2 separate regions of the Sus scrofa genome follow, and region 1 is linked to region 2. A link is a contact called in public HiChIP or PLAC-seq data. All regions are on one chromosome and are shown on one strand. Each heading gives the region's core, a stretch centred on a gene start, on an enhancer-like site or on the middle of the called end of the contact. The rest is flanking DNA. Distances are from core to core; before and after follow the strand shown.

What was found. HiChIP or PLAC-seq counts read pairs in DNA pulled down with a chosen protein or histone mark.
Region 1: an H3K27ac HiChIP or PLAC-seq map of alveolar macrophages shows a contact between it and region 2. The contact joins two enhancer-like sites. A contact is called at or near these places in 8 of 47 Hi-C or Micro-C datasets (alveolar macrophages, liver, mesenteric adipose tissue and 4 more) and 1 of 2 datasets of contacts at active chromatin or transcription factors (alveolar macrophages).

The regions. Positions count from the first base shown.
Region 1 is chr11:64,370,868-64,375,941 of Sscrofa11.1, reverse strand. No RefSeq gene overlaps it. Among named protein-coding and RNA genes, the nearest start is that of ABCC4, 64 kb to the right of the region's middle. Within about 2 kb of position 1,786, at least 12 of the 83 cell types and tissues checked have an H3K27ac peak or open chromatin away from gene starts, as enhancers often do. A contact at or near this core is called in alveolar macrophages, where this site is marked.
Region 2 is chr11:64,215,431-64,220,191 of Sscrofa11.1, reverse strand. The region is part of intron 13 of ABCC4 (multidrug resistance-associated protein 4); the gene reads left to right. Among named protein-coding and RNA genes, the nearest start is that of ABCC4, 92 kb to the left of the region's middle. Within about 2 kb of position 2,036, at least 1 of the 83 cell types and tissues checked has an H3K27ac peak or open chromatin away from gene starts, as enhancers often do. A contact at or near this core is called in alveolar macrophages, where this site is marked.

The DNA.
Region 1 (5,074 bases), core at 537-3,036, 160 kb before region 2:
ACATACCTGATACCCAATAATTGCTCCGTGTTTGCACCCTCCTCTCCCAACCTACTGCCTATCCTGTAAGCAGCCTCTTCTCTACTTTCAAATGGGACCCCATCTGGCTAGTAGAGCAGAGATTCCACAGATCAGAGATTCCACTAGGGTCCAGTGAGCACAGAGCAATCCAGGCAACCCCTCCTCCGAAACATGTCTGAGCTTAGGGCAAGTGCGGTGACTTGGTCTCTCCGTCTTTCTATCTATGAGGAATGTTGTTTATCCCGTTACATATTCCCTTTATTCTACTTTATCTTTAGCCTGCCTGTCGGATGAGCAGAGGACTTATTAGCTACATTTAATATATCCTATTAGGGTTGCTTATACTTCATAAGCTACTTGCTTACCTACTATCTGTACTTAACTCTGAGTTTCATCTGTTCTGCCTGTTTTTCCTTTTCTCTTCCTTCCTTTCTTTCTTTTTTTAATGGCCACATCCACAGAATATGAAAATTCCCAGGGCCAGGAATCCTGGGGAAGCTGTGGTTTCAAACCCAAGCCTCCACAGCTATCCAAGTCACTGCAGTCAGATCTTATCCCACTGCGTCACAATTCAGTTCTAACTTTTTCTCGTCATCTAAGCCTAATTGACTGCTGCCAAAGAATACAGCAAAGCACATCATAGTACTTGAGAAGCAGGCTTTGTTCTCTATTCCCAGCATTCGTGGTCATGGAGCAGAGGTTTGGGGAAGACAAAGCACCTTCATATTGTCCTGAAATCAACCCAGGCAGGGAGATCAGTGGTAACCTCCCCAGAGGAGTCAGGGAAAAGCTATCAAACACACAAGTAAAGAGTAAGTGTGTAATGGGCTTTGAGAGTAATCTCTTATATTGGACAGTGAAGTGGAGAATATATATGGAAAGATCTGTTTTCACCATGCTATATATATCTGAAAATTGCTACTATCAGAGTATTTCATGCATGCTTGTACTTCTTCTTCTTACTTTTCTTTTTTCAGTTTTTTAAGGCCATACTTGCGGCATATGAAGTTCCCAGGCTAGGGATCTAATCAGAGCTACAGCTGCCGGCGGAATCCGAACCGGACCTACACCACAGCTGAGGACGAGGCCAGATCCTTAACCCAATGAGCGAGGCCAGGGATCGAACCTGTGTCCTCATGAATACCAGTCGGGGTTGTTACCACTGAGCCATGGTGGGAACTCCATGCATGCTTATACTTCTGTCTTTGAATCATGCAAAGAAAAGAGGCATCCGCACTACATTAATAGTAAAACACTCCAGCCCATTTTTGCTCCTGTGATCCTCCCCTTTTCCATTTCTGTTGGCATATATACTTCCTGTTCCTGCCATGAGTCAGTTAAAATGGGAACATGAATTTTCTTTGAGCATTATGATGTTATTCTGTTAAAGAAAAGAAAAAACTGCTAGAGCTGCAGTCACCCCAAATAAAGCACTGATGTTCCCCAAATACAGTAAATGTAGCACGGGTCCCTACAGTTGCATGGATTGGCCACGAGATGACGCCATGCACAAGTAAGACACAATGGCTACTGCCTCGCACAGGCTGCTTAGCGGCTTTGGGTCCCACGGAGGGGTGCTGACCCTGAGAAGAATGAGGAGCAGCAAGAAGTGAAGGCTGAGGACCTGAGAACGTGGGGGCGGTGCAAAGTAGAAGTAGGGAGTGTAGACCTTGGGATCAAATGGCTTGCTTCCCACCTTCCTAGCCCATGGCCTTGGGCACCTTCTATTTAGAGTCTCGCTGAGAACGTGAGAGGACCTGCTCAGGGTAGGTCACTCCGTGGGAAAGAAAAGGAACGATGCTGTCAGCACCAAGCACAGCACTCACTAAACACACAGCACTTATCGGAAGCTGGAACAGGGTAGAAATTCAAGACAGTGTTATGTTCATTAAGGGGAAAACAGTAACGAGGCTTTGATGCACAAAGAACTTTCATTTCAGCTATTGCTAATATTTCTCATTTTGCAGAAAGGGGAACAAAAGCCTCATCTATTCAGTGGATTTATCCACAGCTGGTACATAAAGCCCCTGAAAAGTATTGTCTGCCCTCTGTCCTCTCCATGTGTCAGCAATGTATCAGAGAAAGTATTGTGGAATGAGGTGCTTGTTCCTCCGGCACAGCCACAATTGTGAAGACTGGGTTTTGCTCCCATCTCCCAACCAACCAGCTACTGATCTTATTAAAAAGTATAAGGAACAGTTCGGGGGGCGGTGGTTTCAGGTTATGGATTTAATGATTTCTTTATTTTGAAGAAGAGGAAGGAAAAGAACTAAGAAATTTCATGAGTCATACGTGGCATGACTGATTTTTTACCCCTTTCTTTTCTTTCTATATGCGTGTAAAGGCAAAGACGCAATTGCCTTCACAGCATGGATTGTTAATAGATCCCTTTCCCATTTTAAAATTAATTTTTAAATACGTTAGTGCACCATTAACAATATATCAATTGAGCAAAAGACAGAGATTTCTAAGAAAAAAACTAATAACTGACATTCTGTTATTCATTTTGAACAAAAGCTGTGGTTTCAGAAAGATGTTTCATTTCTTCAAAAATAAAAAGGTAACCAAGGCTTATTTTTCAGGATGCTTATTTACTCAGTCATAAATTTCTGCAGCGCACACTAGAAGGCTTGACTTTCTGGTCTGTCTCTGGTAGAGGAAGTAGAAATGTGGTTTCAAATTACAGAAATTTACGAAGGAGGAAAAATAAATCTTCCTTCCCACACTTTGCCATGATCTCCAGGGGTGCTCTGGGTTTTATCCAAGACTCACCTGGAGGTCAGGGCACAGGTGGGTGTCAAGCCCTCTGTTCTCTCGTTTGCTCTGCAGCCTGGGGCCACCTGGAGCCAGGTTGCTATAAGCCCTGAGAATTAGGACACTCTTTGCTACCACAGCATACACCAGCTAAGGCTGACTGATACACCGGAATTCCAGCCTACTTTCCCCCTCCATGAAGGAGCCACTTGGGCGACTTTCCCAAGGCAATATTCTGCACCTTCTCTCTGGTATCAGGTCACTGGGGAAAGTCCAGAGCTACTTCCTTTGCTGCCAATTCAGGACACCCAGAATTCTCCCTCTTACAAAGCTGTTTCAGTGAAAACCACACCTTTAGTCACCAGCTGAGTCTGTGTCTTTGTGTGTCAGCCCACTCAAAATACGTTTGTTTGTTTTTCATTTTTGGCCACCCTGAGGCATAAAGAATTCCCCCTCCAGGGGTCAGATCCCAGGCTCAGTCATGACCGAAGCTGCAGCAACATCAAATCCTTAACACACTTGGGATTGCATCGCAGTGCTCCTGAGATGCTAATTCTGCTTCGCTCCAGCGGGAACTCCCTCAATTTTTTTATTTTTTATTTTTTATTTCTTATTTCTCTTTAGGGCCGCAGGTGCGGCATACATAAGTTCCCAAGCCAGGGGTGGAATCCGAGCTGCAGCTGCCAGTCTATACCACAGCCACAGCAATGCCAGATCCGAGCTGCATCGGTGACATATCGCAGCTCACAGCAATGGCAGGATCCTGAACCCACTGAGCAAGGCCAGGGATCAAACTGTGTTCTCATGAATACTGTCACATTCATTACTGCTGAGCCACAACGGGAATTCCAAAATATATTTTTAAAGGAGCTTAACTGGGCATCCTTGAATAAAGCACAACTGTAGTTAATCTTTCCTCCCTCCAACTCACACAAAGTCCAAATAATGGTATTATTGTAGGTGCTTCAAATTCTGGCCAAAACAAATCTTTTGGGGAGTTTTCAAAATCCTCTTTCACTGGTAGTGAAACAAGCCTGTTTTGAGAAGCTGCTGTAGTTCTGTGGACAGAAGTTGGTGGCAGTCTAGACTGTGCGGTGGCAACAGAGGGACAGAGTCAAGTAATCTGGTTTGTAGGTAGAAGCCTTTGGATTGGCAATGGGCTGGGGAGATGGAGCAGAGAGAAGGCAGTGTGGGAATCATTACAGTGTTCGGAGCATACACACCAGGGCACGTGGCAGCACCGCTTACTGAGATGAGGAAAAAGGCAGAGAACAGGCGTTTGGAGGGGAGATCAAGGACCCAAACGTGGACCTAAGAAGCTTGAAGTGCCTGGGCCACATCCTAGTCAGACGATCAGTTGGAGATCAATGTGCAGAGCTCAGAAAAGACATCAGGGCTTCCTTCTGTAGAGACAGACCAGAGACGCAAGGAAAATGAGAGAAGATCCCGTCAAAAAAGACAGGAGCAGGAGTGGAAACGAATCTGACTAGCATCCATGAGGACGCAGGTTCGATCCCTGGCCTCGCTCAGTGGGTTAAGGATCTGGCGTTGCTGTGGCTGTGGCATAGGCCAGAAGCTACAGCTCTGATTCGATCCCTAGACTGGGAACCTCCAAAGGCCACACATGCGTCCCTAAAAAAAAAAAGAAAGAAAAGATGGAAGCAGAGAGCATTTCAGTGGACCCTGTGGACAATGGCATTGGCCGTAAGAGAGGAAAGTTCTCAGTGGTCTCTGCAAACGTGGGCTCTGCGGCATCGTGGACGTGCAGGCAGATTGAGGTGGGTTAGTGAATGTTTAGGTGTCGAAGGAGTAGAAAGAGTAAGTGGAGACAACTTTTTTGAAGATGCTTTCTTGGCAAAGAAACAGACAAAAGGGAGTCCAGGAAGTGGGCTGAGTGCTTTTAAAACTTTGGGTTTTCTCCCATGATTTTACTTTTTGCTCACATACGGCTGCCATGTAACATGGTATTCTTTTGAGGTGTACAAGGTCCCGATTTGGTCAAGGTGCGTATTGCAAAGCGATCACCACAATAAGCCTAATTAACGGACCTCCATCACCACACAGTTTCCTTTTTTTCTTTTTTTTCTTGTAAGGAGAACTTCAAGATCAAATCTCTTAGCCACCGTCCAATATACAATACAGTATTGTTGAAGATAGTCACGAGCTGTGCATTACAGCCCAGGACCTATTCATCTTCTAACTGGAAGTCTGTGCCTTTGGAGCACCTTCGCCCCTTTCGCCCAAGTCCCACCCCCCACCTCTGGCCACCACCAATCTGCTCTCTGTATCTGCGAGCTTG
Region 2 (4,761 bases), core at 787-3,286:
TGTAGGGAGAGTGGGACTCGGGAGCCAGGTACCTGGCTGTCAGTTCTTCTCCTCCATCATTTGTTGAAGGCCAGTTAGTTAGAAGGGATGTTTTCAGCACATTGGGCTTCTGTGGAAAGGCCTTGTTCGTTTGTGCGTAGTGTTCTTTCGGTTTGGAAATACTTAGTAAAGCCTACAATTTAAGAATGATTTATTCCATATCAGAGTATGATTTTAATTCTTTAACATTGCTTCATGGATTCTTAGAAGAAATAATGCTCAGACCCACAGTGTAGGGCTAACTTGAATTTGAACCTCAGTACCTGGATTCTGGCTGAAACCTTCTCTTTCATTTGTGTTTCTGGAATTTGTTGTCAGTGGCTCTGGCTTGGCCACCAAACTCCTGAAATAAAACAACTGTGATGCTTTTCTGTGTGTAATGTGCAGTAACACACATTGACTGATGCCTCTGATGGCATCTAGAATGGGCTTTTTTTCTTTTTCTTTTGTTAATGTCTACACCCATGGTAGAGTTCGTGGGCCAGAGATTGAATCCACGCTGCAGCTGCTACCTACACCACAGCTGCAGCAACGACCCACTGCGCTGGTCAGGGATTGAACCTCCGTTGGGTCCTGAGCTGCTGCAGTTGGATTCCTTTTTCTTTTCTTAGATGTTCACTGAATTTAATTGGAGTGGTTAATGAACACACACAAAAGTTCTTGATACACTAAATTCTGAATAATACAGTTATATAGTTTCAACGTCAAGAATAAACATTTTTTAAAAAAGAATAAACACCTGATTTAATGAGGTAGATAATAATACTCAAAAGTAAAGCATTTTCTGAAATGTCCACATAGTATGGATTTACAGCTTATCCGTGAATTTATGCAATGCTAAATGTTTTCATAATTCTTGTCTATTCAAGTGGTTTTTTTTTTTTTTTTTTTGGTCTTTTTTGTCTTTTGTGGTTGTTGTTGTTGTTGCTATTTCTTGGGCCACTCCCGCGGCATATGGAGTTTCCCAGGCTAGGGGTTGAATCGGAGCTGTAGCCACCGGCCTACGCCAGAGCCACAGCAACGCGGGATCCAAGCCGTGTCTGCAACCTACACCACAGCTCACGGCAACGCTGGATCGTTAACCCACTGAGCAAGTGCAGGGACCGAACCCGCAACCTCATGGTTCCTAGTCGGATTCATTAACCACTGCGCCACGATGGGAACTCATATTCAAGTGGTTTTTAATGATTTTTATTTAGCCAGAATAACCACAAATGAACAAAGTAATTCATTTTATGTCTTAAACACCTATATATTTACAATCATAATGATTTTCATGCATTATAACTTAAGTGATTGTACAGTGGGCCACAGCAGGAACTCCTAGACTGGCCTTATTGAAAGTCATATGAACTTGCTTTTGCTAAATAGCACCCACATCTACCCCATGGTTGGTGAATTTGCTGTTGTTCTCCTTTTTTATTTATTTATTTTTAAACTTTTTATCTTTTTAGGGCCATACCTGTAGAATATGGAAATTCCCAGGCTAGGAGTCAAATCAGAGCTTCAGCCTCTGGCCTGTGCCACAGCTCACAGCAACTCTGGATCCTTAACCCACTGATTCAGTTGAGGGATCGAACCTGCATCCTCATGGATACTAGTCAGAGTAGTTTCCGCTGAACCACGTCAGCAACTCCTGTTGGTCACCTTTTTAAAGTCAACAAGCCCTTTCCGTGCTTTCCTGAGCTCTTATTACAGCCCTACTGTGTGCACTGAGTTGATGCCCTTACAGATGTTGTTGCACAAAAGGGCTTAGTTCCCACAGGAGGGCAGTGAGCCAGGAGACGGGGAGGAGCCACACGGGGCAGAATGAGGGAGACTGAGACGCTCAGCCCTCCTTCCTGCCTCTCAGGAATCTGTGTCGCCTCGGAGCTCGTTCAGGCAGATGCCTGGGGAGAGGTCAGCAGACTCAAGGTGTCGGGGTTTCCATACAGGACAGTGAGTGCTGAGTGGAGGCCCACATGGGCAGCAGGAGGTTTCAGTTTAAGCTGGGAAGTTCCCTGGGCACTGGGCGTGGTGGGAAGGGCCCTGTGGGCCTGCAGGCTGGGCAGGGTTTGTGGTTCTGAGAAGAGGGTTGAGTTTCTTTTGCTGAAGGAACAGTAGAAGCCAAGCAAGCTGTGGAGGGAGGAGGAAGCAAGGCCGTGAGAACAGCAGGCACGTCCTTGCCTGGAGGTTTCGGGCTGTTGGGCAGAGAGAAAGCTGTATGGAAATTCTTGTGTTAGGCCCTGTGTTAGTTTGCCAGGGCTGTTTCCGTCCAGGCTGCTCTCACGGGAGACCATGGGCTGGGCGGCTTATAAATAACAGACGTTCACCTCTCACAGTTCTGGAGGCTGGGAAGGTCCAAGGTCAGGGTGTGGGCAGGTTTGTTTCTGCAGAGACCCCTCTCCCTGGCTTCTGATGGTGCCTCCTTGCTGTGTCCTCACTTGGTCTTTCCTCTGTTCACGTGTGTCCCTGTGTCTCTGTCCTTAAGTCCTGGTCTGCTCCTCTCAGGATGCAGTCAGACTGCTTTAGTCCCACCCTAACTCAGGGTAACAATTACTTCTTTAGAGGGAGGCTCTGTCACATGTTGGCTTAGGTGTCAATATTTCACTGGGGGGGGTTAAGGTGTCAGCATGTGAATTTGGGGCAGACATGATTGATTTACAGCAGGTCCGGGATAGCAACGTATGGAGACCTGCTCAGAGTCAGTGTGAGAGTGAGACTGAGGAGCTCTGAGCTCTGGACACTGGGGGCTGGGATTCCACCCCCACTAAGTGGGGTCATGGGCGGGTCCACCAGCGTCTGTGAAATGTGCTTCGTGTTGGGGTGATGACAGAGCCCTGGAGATGGGCGGTGGTCATGGCTGCACACAATGTGGATACACTTACTGCCGCTGAATTGTACTTTTTACTTTTTACGTTACATACTTTGTTACATATATTTTACTTCAGTTAAGAAGTGGATGGTATCACTGAATCTTTCCGAACACAGGAGAGTTGGACAGCTGACCTGAGGCATGGCTTCCAGCTCTCTGATCCGACTACCCTTTCCAGGTCTCTCTCCATTAAAACCCAAATTTTTCCTTACAAAAGTGCCTTGCGGCCCATCATGAGTTCAGTGACAGATTCCCCACCCGCACCCTCTTGGCATCAGGAGCAGCCCAGCCTCCCTGTTCCCAGAGCCCAGCCCTGAACTCACAATGGTCTGTCACCCCATCTTGTGTGTGTCTGACAAGCTCCCCACCACTCTGAGAACAGTTCCTTGTGGCCATGGCATCCGTGTCACAGGGAGGAGAGAGGGACATGTTCTGATTGCCAAGTATCACTGTGCTCATCACAGAAGTTCTCCCAACTTCTGCCTCAAACACAGAAAGTATTTCTACTTGTTGGGTTAATGGCTTTGAATAAACACTTGATAGAAGCAAACTTGTTAAGATTGTTGTTTGTTAATCAGAACCACGTTCTTTGGGCAACTCAGGGCAAGGAGCATGAATACAATTTAGGAAATCACTCGGCAGCAACAAGGGAATGTTCTCAACGAGTTAGAAAATTGGATGGAACAATATGCTATGCGAGATGGCAGTCATGTTAAAGCTTAGTATTGGGAGTATTTTGTATTAAAAGCGAATGGATTACACTTCTACCTGCCATAAACACTTATCTTCAGTTGTGAAGCTATAGCCAAGGTTATTAAGGTTTGCAAGAGTTACAACTGTCCATTGTGAGCATTAAGTGGATTCTCTCACCTACAGAAGGTTAGAGGCCTTAGGTGCATGGATGCCCGACTCACCTGTGTCCAGCTGTGGCCCCACATCCTCAGACCCTGCCTCCTGGGTCATCAGTTCTTAGTGTGTCCTCATTAGACTCCCAGGTGCTGTCTGCTCAGTGCCCCCTTCCTGCTCCCCCCCTGCACAGACTTCCCCTCATGTTCTGCATGCAGCTGTAGGGCCCCACATGGAGAATAGGCTTCCTTGTTGTCTGCCTGCATCAGCCTTTCCAGCTCATCCTCACATCTCCTCGTGTCCCAGCCTTGCTGGCTCTTTGGTGGCCCTTTCTCACACCTGTCTGTCTGTAGGTACTGCTCCCTCTGTCCCAGGGCCAGGGGACAGTGTGCCAGGGCAGAGAAGGCAGGTGAAGGAGGGGCCCCTGCCTTTACCCCCATTCCTCCAGGGGGAGCCTGTGTCCTTCTGTCTTCCCACAGCCTCAAGGGTTGCACTTGACCATTTAGGAGTACCCCTGTCCCCAGCTAAGCTGAGACTTCAGGAAGGAATGTTCTGTCCCAGGATCCCTGCACCTGCTGTCCCTTTTTCAGGGCTATTTCCCCAGATAGTCTCAGGGCTCCCATGTCACCCCCCAGGGTGTAAGGCCCAACACCCTTCCCTCCCTCCTCTCCCACATCAGAGCATACATGTCAGCCAGATAGGGTGTTTTCTATAGTTGTTCTGTTCTGTGTGTCTCTCTCTTTCGTTGTTTTGTTGCTATTTTTTTTTTTTTTTTTTTTTTTTTTTTTCTTTTTTTTTTGCACCTGTGGCATATGGAATTCCCAGGCTAGGGGTCGAATCAGAGCTATAGCTGCCAGCCTACACCATAGCATTGTGGGATCTGAGCCACATCTGCAAAATACACCACAGCTCATGGCAACACTGGATCCCTGTCCCACATACTGGTGCACAAAACTAACCTCAACATACTTCAGAGTATAAAAATTATTTGAAGTGTCTTCTCTGATCACGATGGCATGAAA